Linked DNA regions of Mus musculus: regions 1 and 2 are each linked to region 3. The links are chromatin contacts, called in public HiChIP or PLAC-seq maps. All regions are on one chromosome and are shown on one strand. The core of a region is the stretch at or near the end of the contact, and the rest is flanking DNA. Distances in the headings are between cores, read along the strand shown. Region 1 holds the start of 9630001P10Rik (RIKEN cDNA 9630001P10 gene). Region 2 holds the start of Lap3 (leucine aminopeptidase 3). Region 3 has its middle 400 kb from the start of Gm40298.

Region 1 (4,202 bases), core at 1,166-3,665, 690 kb before region 3:
TGGTGTTTGCCTTCTGTATTGCTGAGTCTTCATGGCTTAGCAAAATAGGTAATCCATAAATATTACTGAATTGAATCACCACCCAGTTACATTGAAATAATCTATTTATGTGTTTGACATACCATAAAGGAAAGGGCTACGCTTTTGTTAGGGTTTCTATTGCTGTGATAAAACACTATCACTGTTAGCAACTTGGAGAGGAAAGGGTTTAATTTCTCCTTACAATTGGTAGTCCATCATCCAAGGAAGTCAGGGAAAGAGCCTGAAGGCAGAAACTAAAGCAGAGGCCATGGAGGAGTGCTGTTCAGTGGCTTACCCAGCCTGCTTTCTTAGAGTGCCCATGACCACCTGCCCAGGAATAGCACCACACACAGTCAGCTAGACACACCAACTATAATTTTAAAAACTACAGACTTGCCTACAGGGAAATCTTATAGAGGCATTTTTCTCAGTTCAGAGTCCCCTTTTTCAAAATGACTCTACTAGCTAGAACAGAACCTGCCTAGGGCTTATTGCACCAATATTCAGTATATGAAACTAGTGAGATAGCCCAGTGGTTAAGAATATTTGCTGCTGTTACAGAGGATCTGAGTTTGATTTTCAGCAACCACATTGGGTGGCTCATAGTCACTTGTAACTCCAGCTTCCTGAAAGCCCACATCTTCTTCTGGCTTCCATAGGCACCCACCAATGGGGTATATGTACAGACACACACGTACACAAAAATAAAAGTGATGTTCAATCTTTTAAATAGAGCAGGCACCCCATAGATCATCACTATCACAAGTCAAGGATAATTCTTTCATAATTTTCCCCTTCTTTCTGCACACACTGCCGTGCCCTGCTTTGTTTCCACTTTCATAGGACTCATAACTTGAAGTATCACACATAGCTCTTGTTGTGTGCTTTTAATTGCTCTTGCTATTTCAAATCTTGCTTCTCTTCCAACAAACAAACCAACAAACAACAAAAACTTTAGCTTTTTGAAGACAAGGAAGGTGTCGGATCCTATAATTGCTTTTTCAGATACGAAAATCATTTTTATATAAGAAACTTAAGTAAGTTTTTGATCGGCGCTATTAGACACCTTTGGGTTAGATATCGTGGCACGACTGTCTGGAGACAGGCTCTTGTGCAAAGAATATGAAGAGGCCAATGGGAGGTCAGGAGAAGAAAGCGAGTGCTGTTCTGTTTCACCCTATGTTGGATTCCAGTGTGGTAAGGATGCTCATCCATCCTTCAGAAAAGCAGGTATGGAAAGTAAGAGGAAGATGTTTAGGAAAGAAATCAGAATATGTCATTCATTATACTCTGGGACAAACGCTGGAGCTAGTCTTTACTAGTAGGCATTGTGCTAGGAGTTTGAGACCAAATGGAAAATACCAAGTAAACAATTTAAACTACTCAAACCCTGCAGGAAAGACATCTCTACAGATATGTGGAGGGAATCTGTGCGGAGTTGTTCCTAACCGGGAAATTGCCAGGGATTAACAACCTGCATTGGCAACATCTCAAGTATACATACTGGATATATTCAACCAAGATCCTGAGATGAAGTAGGGATATGGGCTGGCTGACCTCCCAAGGTCTTTTCCATTACCACAAGCATACACAGCATCCTACCCTTTCCCATTTATGATCCAACACATGCCTGTAGTCAGTTTGACAGTAAGTCCCCTGGGCTTCCTTCCAGGTTTAGTACGATGCCACGAAAGACTGCTAGCACTCAACAAATGATTCAAATATTTGTTGAATGAAGGAATTAATGAATCGTGTTTAAATAGGTCTCACATGATCTCCCCAGATATAGAGAATAAAATCACAACATTCCAGGCATGATGGTTTGAAGGTTTGAACAGGGCTGGCAAGGGAACATGATCTCTCTCTCTCTCTCTCTCTCTCTCTCTCTCTCTCTCTCTCTCTCTCTCTCTCTCTCTCTCACACACACACACACACACACACACACACACACACCCTCTAGCCTTGGGAAAGCACAGCCCACCTGCTAAGCAAGCAGGCTGCGGGAGTTTCCTTGGCAAAGAATCCTGTCTGCTGCTTCCAAATGCAGTCTCCAGAAGGTCACTTCACTCAGATACAGAACAGCTTCCTTTGGTCTCTGTGACAAAGTTTGTGGGGATTCAGTGCGGTCCTCCCCTGGGGTGCTTCTACACTCCCACCCCTACTCTGGGTGCCTGTGGCACACAGCTGGTCTGCCCGCAGCACCCCGCCTTACCTTAGTGAGCTGAGCGATCTTCTTGCACATTTTCACGTGCATCTCCGGATCACAGTCCATTCTCCAGCCCGAGCCACCGCGGGCGTCGGCTTTGGAGCTCGCGCAGGTTCCTGGCGGGTGAATTTTGCTGTTGAGGGCAGATGCCATCGCTTTAAGGAGCCCTGCACTGAAATGCTCTGACTCGCGCGCTCTCACCGCTGGCCGTGTGCACGTGCGTTCGAGCACGGGCGTGAGAGCTTTCTCCAGAGAGGTGGCACTGCAGTCCTGCCAGCACAGCCGCGTGGCTCTCTTTCCGGAGGTGTCTCCTTCCCGGGCCCACTCGCGCACCACCTTCCTCTGCTCGTGCTCGTTCGCGAGCTAGCTGGCTCACGGGCACCCGCACCATGCAGCGTAGCGCTGGCGCCTTGCACGTGAGGTTTACCATCTGCGGATGCTTCCGAGAGGGTGCGGGCTATACCTGCAAGAGGACAGCTTCTGAGGGGTGTTGGGGGACAGGAGGTGGGGGCGGTGCCCTGGGCAGGGTTTTTTTTTTTTTTTTTTCCCTTCCCTCTCCTTGGCCAACTGGGTGGCTTGGAGCTTCCAACTCCACTGTGAGCGATCCAGCCCGAGGTGGATAGCTCAGGCCAAGAGGAAGAAATGCTGGCTTTAGTCCCTAGCAGATCGGCAAATCAGAATGAAAATATTAGAAAATCCTGTAGTAGTAGATGGGACAGATGAGAGAGCGGGTCTTATTCCTGCAGCCCTGATGCTTAGAGCGAGGGTGAAGAGAGGAGGCGGGATGCTGAAGGGCAGAAGTGGGGATGAGGGAGCTAACCACTCCGATTCTAGGAGGTTGAGATCTGGAGCTCAAAGTGGGAATAGAGCTGGAACCTCAGAACTACACGGTGGGACTGAATTGGAAGCCCCCCTTCCTGACCTTGGATAGGACCTGCTCAGTGATGCTAGAGATCTCCCCACATCGTCCACTCAAAGGTCACTAGTGACCGAAACTTGGGGGTGGGTTGGGGGCGGGGCATCGCCAGATTTCGGTCTCAGAGTAGGGAAAGAGGTAGCGACAAGGAAAAAAAGTCCTGCAAGAGCTAGAAAGGGTGGTAGTGGGAAAGGAAGTTACAAGGGGCACCAGATGGGTCTGGAAAGTCAAGCCTACCCAGTTAAAGCAAAGGAGCTCATCTAACCTGTGCCATTACCTCAGACAGACCCGAGGCTGAACCTTGTTGCGTTTTGAAGTTGTTGCCCCTTAGACTGGGAAAGCAGGTAGGTAGAGAACCAAAATCGTTTCTGGCTTTTTTTTTTGGTTTTGAACAATGGACTTTGAGAAACAAGACAGAATCCTGGTCAGATTTTTCTGAAGTGGCAATAGTGTCATTATTATGATTTTGCCTGGCTAATATATTTTATTTTATAAACTTCTCGCCCTCCAATAACAATACTCATTTTATAGGTGGGAAAAATTAACTATTTGATCAGGTGATTACAAACGGCAGTTGGGTGTGAAATGGGGACAGTGATACCACAACTGTGAACCCCTGTCTACCTCCCAGGCATTACAGAGCACCCAGAGGAGCAACCAAGAGAACCTTAGGCTTATCCCACAACTCCGTGGGACAAAAATCTTTGGTGATCAGGGTCACAGGAGTCCATGTATTAAATACAGGCTTCCTATTTATTTCCAAATTTTATAGAATGCTATTTTTAGTATATAAATAATATCATTTTTACAGAAATTCAACCACTGTGCAAATGAGAAGAAAATTAGCCTTCATGGAATGAGAATACTGAACCAAAAAAATATTCACTAATTTGGATTATCACATCAGTGGCCCTGTGACTCTTGGTATTTGAGAGTGAACACACACTTGCCACATTGGTGGCAAGTCTCCTAACGTGCAAGCACCCGAATACTACATCATCATCAAGTTACTCAATTTATATACTAAAAGGCATACTATTTAATTTCATTTCATCCCTT
Region 2 (3,977 bases), core at 1,170-3,669, 840 kb before region 3:
TTAAGCTTCTATTACGGGAAGGTAATAGGAAAGATCAAGATGAGGGTTACAATTCACAGACTCAGCACCTTTCGGAATGTATGAGTGACAATAATTATCCACTTGTGATCTCCCCACTATTGCTCTTTCTTTATCCTGGACACCAATACGCATCGTCTCTCTGTGGTGATAAGTTATTATGAAAAGCTTTCTTACATTCTGAGACTGAAACTTTTGCTGGACCCCATTGCCAAGTTAGCACAACTTGAAAGTTTTTAAGACTTCAGAATTATGTCCTATTGTGTAATCAGCCTCTTTGTTCAACCTGGATATAGGCTGCAAGAGTTTGCCTTATTGTCCTTAGTCTTCTGAAGGCTCCTGGGTCAGGTGGAATCAGCAAAGTTCAGTTCCTTGTAAAACTGCAAAAGATTTCTGTAAAGTAGCCCCCTCCCTTCCCCCATGTGACGCTTTCTGCATTGCTCATTAAGAGAGAGCTAAAAGCTTTGTGAGGGATAAATTCACAAGACGGCACTGAGGCGGACACAGACTCAGACTCCTAACAACAGGCAGATTGCAGACAAGCCAGGAAACAGGAGCCATAGATCCTTGGAAGACACAGGGAGAGAAGCTGGGAGGTCGGACTTTGGCTCACTCTTGGTCGGATTACCCCAAAGGGGAAGTGCTTTGGTTCCTTCCCTTAAGCTGACCCACACACATTTTGGTGCCTGGGCTTTAATGGGTTTAACTGGTGCATCTATTAAAGCATAGCTTTCCCTGCAGCTTCTATGAAGATCATTCCTGGCTCCCTGCTGACTCCCTCATCCACAGTAAATGGGCTTCTTGCCTTTTAAGATTCTCTTTAAACCAGAGACTTGGTCTTTGTATCTTCTTTTTTATTAGGAGCAGGCTGATGTCTCCACCCCATGCCAAGCCTATGCGCTTCCTGATCCCGATGTCCCTTTAATTATCTTTCTACTTCTCATGCAGTTTATTATCAGGAAATCCCACTGGCAGCTGGCCTGGTCTTTAATTAAATGCTGCAACCTCAACTGGACTTTGATCATACTTTCATTCAAATATTTATGAGCACCTTGTTTGCATAGGCCCTAGATATGGACTAGATGCTAGATTTTGGCATGAATACACAGAAGTGAAAGCCACGTCCTACACACACACACATACACACACACACACACACACACACACACACACACACGAGCAGGATACAGGTGATTAGCAATTTGAGACAGGTTGCTTTGGGAGTAGGAGACATAAAACCCACAGTGGGATGGTCTGGAGGCATTTCTTGTGGAAGAAATGTCCTTAAACAAAATAAAAAAGGCAGAAGGAACTTGATCTTATTACGTTAGTAACCTTTTTATCACCAGGACAAAACTTTCTGAAGCTGTCAAATTAAAAAGAGGAAAGACTTTAGTTCCTAGCTCCAGAGGTTCCCGTGGTCATTCAGTGCACGGGTTTAGGGCCAGCATAGCAATTATGCTGAACACATACGATGGGATGCCTCTTCATCTGTGGTGAATCAGAGACAGGCAGCCGGGTCCTGGGATCACAGCATTTTCCTTGAAACCTCCCAACTTCTTTCTACTAGGTCCCATGTTCTACGTGTTCCACCTCCTCCCTGCAGCACCACGAGCTGCTGACCAAGAGCTGCTGACCAAAGCTTTAAAATATGAGCCTTGTCAGTAGTGAGGGTGGGCTACTAATGGGGACAATCATGGCCCATATCCGGATGTCTACATAAGACACTCTTCAAAACAGTTTTTGTAATCACTGTACTTCTTGCCCTTATTGGATAATGAAGGATGGCAGATATGCTACATTAAAGTATGCCACTTGAGCATCAATATTTTGCACCTAAAAGGCACTTGAATAGAACTAAATGCAAGAAGAGCCATCTTTGGGTCTCCCAAACCCCAAAGCAGAACGTCAAACCACCATGTAAACTACTGCTACCCCAAATACTTTTACCCGAGGTGAGGCGTTAAGGAAGCTAGAAATCTGCCCAAATGAACCTTATTTAGCTAATTATTACATTCTTTTTGTTTTCCTTTATGCTTAGTTACTTTTTCATAACTATTTACTATTCAATATAAGCACTTGGACCTGATCACTTTCAGGATCCTCATTTTCCTGTAAGGGCTTCCATGTATACACAAACTTGTTAAATAAAATTGACATACTTCTGTTAAACTGCCTTAAACCAAATTCTCAGGCTTCCCACGCGAGCACGAGCAAGCCGACACGCCCCTGAGCCCGCAGAAACCACGCCCACGACGCCGGCCCGCAAGAACAGAAGCCCCGCCCCCAAGGGCCTGCCGCCCTTCCCTAAGGCTCAGTAGCGGGTCTCCGCCCAGTTGCCGACGGCCCCGCCCCCAAGGCCCCGCACAGGTCCGGCTTTCCAAGCGCGCGTCCGGCGACCCCGGAGGTCCCGCCTCCAGGCGCGCGCCCTGCCACGCGCCACGTGCTCCTTCTCTGGAGGGCGGCGCCGAGGGCCGAGCCGAGAAGATGTACTTGCTGCCCCTTCCGGCTGCCGCGCGAGTCGCGCTCCGCCGCCTGGGAGTGAGAGGTCTCTGGGATCGGGGTCTGTCCACCGCAGACATGACGAAGGTGAGTGGAGGCGGCTCGCTCTCGGGCGGCCGCGCGAGCCCTGGCGGCGGGCAGCAGGGTGACCCGGCGTATCCAGGCCGCGATGTGTCGGACGGACGCATCAAGTTGCAGAAATGAGCTGAACAGAAAAGTTCCCTGGGTTTGCAGGACACCAGCCTGGGCCCGGCTTGCGACGAGGGCGGCCGATGCTGTTTGCCGAGGGCGCGTCCTTTCTTCCTAACTGGACAGTGCTGGGTTCTGAAGGCTGAGCAGAACCGCTCACTCCACCTAACCAGTGTTTACTGACTCCTCTAACTGAGCTCTGAAAAATTACACGCGCCTAGTTCGCCAATTCTTTTAGTTCTCACAGAGACCCTAGAAAGGACGACGGTAGGATTGTCCCAAAGCCTGCTACGCTTCCAGAGTAGCCAGTCACAGGGCCTGGACCCCTCCCCCCGCTGAAGTGAAGTGGAAGGCCCTGGGGGAGGAAACTGCTGGATTGGGTTTCTGTCCTTTTAGGGGAAAGGGTTTTATTGAGAGAGGTCATCTTGAAATTGGAAGAGGGTCTTCTCCATAGTCTGAGAAATTATGAAGGACCCTCAGATGGGAAAAGTCTGGAAGGGCTCATTGGAGTACTTCCAGGTCATACTTCCAGGACCTGGTGAGGGAGGAATGTTCCAGATGGAGCTTTGAACTCAGGTCGCCTGCAGTTATCACAGATAGCAGAGGAGTTAGGCAGACACCTTTCCAGCCCTGGCCGGTAACATTGGATTGTCCCAGGTTGGTCTCATGGAACCCCAGAATGAACAATCTTGGGAAAGTTAGAACCTAGCACTTACCATTGCTAAGGACGCCTGTTTTCTTCAGTGGAAAGATGGGTCCGGAGTACCTGGGGTGTTTTTTGGAAAGGGCCCTGACCAGAAAGAAGGCATGTGCACTGTCAAAGTTTAACTACGCAGGAGCTCCAGTGTCAGGGACTAGGTTTCCTTATCTGGCAAATGAGAGAAAAGTACTCCTTGAAGTGGCCGTAAGGGAGGCAGTATTTTAAAAGTCGTAAATTGCCTTGTGAAGTCAAATGATGAGCAGTGGTTTTACATCCTTATTTCAGGTGTTTGGGGCGGGGAGCGTGTGACAGAAATGTGGAGCCACACCATTAAGTGCTTGGCAGAAGGCCCTGCTTCTTCTGCCCTCTCTGCAAAGTCACACACTTTCCCTGATTGACAGGGTACTAAACAATGTGGACATCCCTGATCTGAAATTTGAAGCACTCCAAAAACTGAGTGTTCACTCACTTCTGAATGTCTGTAGGAAGTCCTGCAGCTAACCCTTGAGTGGACAGAGTCAAAACACAAGTATTTTAAACGACCGAACCCTGAGACAGTAGATCTGAA
Region 3 (4,304 bases), core at 1,531-4,030:
GTGGGGCTGGTATACTATTCAGAAAATTGTGATTTCTATTATAATCTACTAACCTTTATGAGTGCCATCAGCAAAGCAAAATAAAGATCCTAATCTGGTATTCACCTTCTGGTAGAACTATAGAGCTAACAGTGGAGGAGAAGGTAGTATCTTTGCGTTTCAGGAGAGAGAAAGGCTTGTGGCCTAGTAGTGGATCGGGTATGCACTGGTTCCTTTACCCACTGCAGCGACAAAATAATGAACAAGAAGCCACTTGAACAAGAAAGGAATTATTTTGCCTTGTAGTTTGTGGGGATATAATGCATCATAACAGGGAAAGTGTGATGACAGGAGTGGGAGATGACAGGTCACACTGTATCACTGTTAGGAAGTTCAGGGATGACAGGACATGGTGTAAGCTATCACATCTCAAAAGCCACCCCTAGTACCATACTTCCTCCAGTAAGGATTGCTCTCCTAAAGTGCACCAACCTTGAGAGATAGAAAGATAGATTCAGTCCGCATCTGGGACTAAGTATTCAAACATTTGATCCTCTGGAGAACACTTCACATTCAAAATACAACAGTCTATTTAGACTGAGCTTCATTCATATGGAGATTCATGGACAAAGACTGGAAAGATATGCACAGAGTATCTATCAAGGTACCTAGCTTGAAGCTTCCTTGGCATAAGACCCAGAGAGAACACAGCCCTCACTTGAAGAATGCCTGCCATATCCTTCTATAAAACTGCCAACATTTCTGTGGTCAGGGGTAATGCTTGAGGAATAGAAGTGTCTGCCTTCATGTTCCTGCCTTGAGCTCCTGCCTTGACTTTCTTCCATATATACTGTGACCTGGAGTTGTAAGCCAAATAAACCATTTCCTCCAAATTTGCTTTGGGTCAAGGTGTTTTTATTAGAGCAACAGAAATCAAACAAGAATGGTACCCTACTGACCCCTCCTAGCATCTTCCACTAGAAGCTTATGTTGCCTGTTACCTGAAAGAATTCACAACTCATAGACAAGTCTATAAGATTTCTCCAAAGAAGAAGAATCAATCTTGAGGCTAGAGAAGGTAATTACAAGTGAAGCCATGAGAAAGAAGCAAAGGTGTTTTGGTATTTTTGTTTCATTTTGTTTTTTGTTTGGTTGGTTGGTTGGTTGGTTTTGCCTCAAATGTAGATCGACCCACTGAAAGCAGTGGCCAAATGCTTTGGAAGTTAGTTATATCCATGACATTAGGGAGTGGATACCTGAAACAGCTGCTAGGAAGACAGTTTTCCTATTTGGAGGTAAGCCACTGGAAAGAAATTATAACACCCATGTTCTGCATCTTCAGTCTTACAATGAGAGGGATCTCTTTATCACATAGTGACAAGAGTGGTCATGCTACACAGGTTTCAATTCACCCACAAGGGACTTGAGACTTTTGGAGGCACTGGTGCTATTTCACAAAGGAACAAAGTTTATGTTCTTTTATTTTCTTAGTATGTTTCCCTGGTATATTTTAGACTTGCATATAATCAAACCAAATGCTATATCCTCAGCCACACTGTAAGAAGTACTCTCATCTAAGCAGTGACAGATAATATTAAGTGTAACATATTCTGTAAGGGTTGCCATGGTAAGAGTTGTCTGCTCCCTGCCCCCCATCTTTCCATAAATAACAAAGTGGGAGATTGCAGAAAGCATGTGTAAAGAAATGTCTGGGCTGGGGTAATTACTCAATGTTTTACCATGCATAAGAGTCGCTGGGATTTTAATATATTTGATGTTAAAATCTCTCTCTCTCTCTCTCTCTCTCTCTCTCTCTCTCTCTCTCTCTCTCTCTCTCTCTCCCTCTCCCTCCCCCCCTTCTCTTCTCCCTTCCCCCTCCCCCCCATGTCTAAAGACAGACAGAGAAACATACAAAGACACAAAACATACAGACATTCAGACACAGCCTGTTTGTAACATTATATAATTACACAGTTCCAAACACTAGCAGATATAATTGACTTAATGATGAGGAATCGACGGATGTGTGTGTGTGGGTGGGTGTGTGTGTGTGTGGTGTGTGTGTGTGTGTGTGTGTGTGTGTGTGTGTGTGTGTGTATGTGTTGTGTGTCTGTGTCCACACATACTTGAATTTGATCCATAGCTCACACTTGCTTGTAACTCCCAAGTCTTCCTTAATTACAGGAGACCTAGCAGTCCTCTGATCTTTCCAGCAGTATTTCAAACAGATTTATATTTTCTATTTAGGAAGAAAACACCAACATCACTCCTACATATAATGAAAACTTCTAATGTGTTTTCTCAGAAGTTTTTGCCGGTTCTCTACTTTGAAGTGAACCACTATATGTCACAGAAACATTTCTTTTTCCTTCTCTGAACAGAACAAACTTTCCTTTCAGTTTAGCAAATGTGTACTGAGTTCCTACCCCTCATGTTGGGGGAACATTCTGTGAAACTAGAGGTAAATAAGACATGGTCCTTGTTCTCCATGAGATTTTATGCTTTGGGATCCTTTGAAAAAATACAAGTATTGGCTTTAGAAGGTTATCTTTGCAGGCCTGTAAGAAGCTGTCCTGGGGGTGGGGGGGATAGTGGCTTAAATGTTATGGCTGGCAGCTATTCAGTGGAGCTGATTGATCTGTGAAGCTCAGAGCAGACAGAAGTGGTTATAACTGGCTCTCTTGTCCAAATGTATAAGGGATGGAGGAAGAACCACTCTTTTGCTTAGTTCTTAGTCCTTCCAAGGGTGGGGGTAGCAACTACAGGACTGGGGTCAGAGCAGTCAGAAGAGAGAACAATAACTTTGGCCATAGTTATTCTGTCTTGCCTGCCAGGAGGCTTCTGTTGCCTTTGAAGCAAGAACAGCCCTGGGGTTTTCTCTCAGATCTGTCTTTGCCAACTGGACCCTCTGGGCTCAATGGGCAGTTTTTAGCTGAGCATGTGACACATGTGACACAGCATGTGTGTGTGTATCCTGACACAATATCTATTTGCACTGGATATTGAGCTGAATAAGAGGTCACAGATCTGACCAAGTTCAAGGAAGCATTGTTTTAAAATGTAGCACATGAGATTACTCTCAAGTGATTAAAAAAATTGATTCTTAAAAATTGGTCTCTATGTGAAATCTTTAATAAAAAGTTAAAATGAATAATGCCATGATCAACAAATTAAAGTAAAAGTTTGGTTCATTTAAGGAAAAATATTAAGACTAAAAGACTTAAGATGTACTTGTCAGGGAAAACTAATGCAATCTCAAAACACGGACTCTCAGAGATTTAATTGAAGGGCTGTTTTTAATGCATTTCATATTCCTTTGGCCTCTGTGATAGCTGATCTTGGTTGTCAACTTGAGATATGAGGAAAAGCGAACCTCAGCTGAGGAAATACCTCCCCTCAGATTAGCCTATGGTAACGTCTGTAAGTTATTTTTCGTGACTGCTATGATATAGGTAGGCCCACTCCATTAAGTGCAGTACCACTCCTAGACAGGTGGGCCTGGGGGATGTAAGAAAGGCAGATGTATAGAAGCCTGGAACAAGCCAGCCAACAGATTACCTCCATACTGCCTAGGTTTGACTGAGCTCCTGTCCTGACTTCTCCCACTGGTGAGCAGTGGCATGGATTTGTAAGCTAAATAAGCCCCACCCCCAGTTCCCGTGTTGCTTTGGTTATGTTGATTATCACAGCACCAAAAAGCGAACTAGAATCGCCTCGTCTCTGTTCCTTGTGGGCCCCGAAGCCCAGATGTGTTTAAGTAACAGCTCTACTATCCACTGAGCTTTGACTCCTGCCATTGCATTATCTGAACATGGTGAGACGGCGCAGTGGCAAGCAGCTTGGAGAAGAGTGAGGGTCTAAGAAATTAGGGGGAGCAGAAGCAATGGAGCTTCTGTCTGTTCTTTGTGTGAGTCATAAATGTAATGTTCTGTAGATTCCAACACCATCTTTTCTTTGAAGAGGTCATAAGCAGTTGAGAGACAGTTACACTGGATCTCACAGGTTCTTCCTGTAGTGTTGGAAGACTATTTCCATGCTATTGAGGTAAGATGCATATGTCTTTATCATGCAATTCTTTCTCATGAGGTAAACACCTGCCAATACTATTTACAATCTTCTATCATTCCTTTAAAAGCCTTAGATAAGACCTGTGTCCACAAGCAACCTTGTCAGCCACCGAAAGGATACAGTAGTTCTCCCTCTAGGGAGAATGGTGCTGTCCCTTTCCATATTGGCATACTTTCAACTTCAATAGCATACTTTAAATTGGGCACATAATCTAAGAATAATTTTGAAACCCAACATGTTGATAGTTAAAATATAAA

What was found. HiChIP or PLAC-seq counts read pairs in DNA pulled down with a chosen protein or histone mark.
Region 1: a contact with region 3 is called in an H3K4me3 HiChIP or PLAC-seq map of neural tube, with 6 times the contacts expected there. The contact joins the promoter of 9630001P10Rik here to the enhancer-like site in region 3. A contact is called at or near these places in 9 of 39 promoter capture datasets (the C10 cell line, cranial neural crest, embryonic stem cells and 5 more), 4 of 115 datasets of contacts at active chromatin or transcription factors (embryonic forebrain, forebrain, neural tube and 1 more) and 2 of 9 other capture datasets (adipose tissue and liver).
Region 2: an H3K4me3 HiChIP or PLAC-seq map of neural tube shows a contact between it and region 3, with 5 times the contacts expected there. The contact joins the promoter of Lap3 here to the enhancer-like site in region 3. A contact is called at or near these places in 19 of 39 promoter capture datasets (the 3T3-L1 cell line, 3T3-L1-derived adipocytes, the C10 cell line and 13 more), 1 of 484 Hi-C or Micro-C datasets (bone marrow-derived DN2 thymocytes), 10 of 115 datasets of contacts at active chromatin or transcription factors (astrocytes, bone marrow-derived macrophages, differentiating embryonic stem cells and 7 more) and 2 of 9 other capture datasets (embryonic stem cells and liver).

The regions. Positions count from the first base shown.
Region 1 is chr5:45,636,860-45,641,061 of GRCm38.p6, forward strand. 9630001P10Rik (RIKEN cDNA 9630001P10 gene) reads left to right here and starts at 2,416. Exons shown (of 4, transcript NR_102378.1): 1 at 2,416-2,677; 2 at 3,430-3,487. It overlaps Fam184b (family with sequence similarity 184, member B), which reads right to left and starts at 2,642. Exons shown (of 16, transcript NM_021416.3): 1 at 2,234-2,642. The coding sequence starts at 2,380.
Region 2 is chr5:45,490,955-45,494,931 of GRCm38.p6, forward strand. It overlaps Lap3 (leucine aminopeptidase 3), which reads left to right and starts at 2,420. Exons shown (of 13, transcript NM_024434.6): 1 at 2,420-2,607. The coding sequence starts at 2,506.
Region 3 is chr5:46,329,476-46,333,779 of GRCm38.p6, forward strand. No RefSeq gene overlaps it. Among named protein-coding and RNA genes, the nearest start is that of Gm40298, 400 kb to the left of the region's middle. Within about 2 kb of position 2,781, at least 1 of the 459 cell types and tissues checked has an H3K27ac peak or open chromatin away from gene starts, as enhancers often do. A contact at or near this core is called in neural tube, where this site is marked.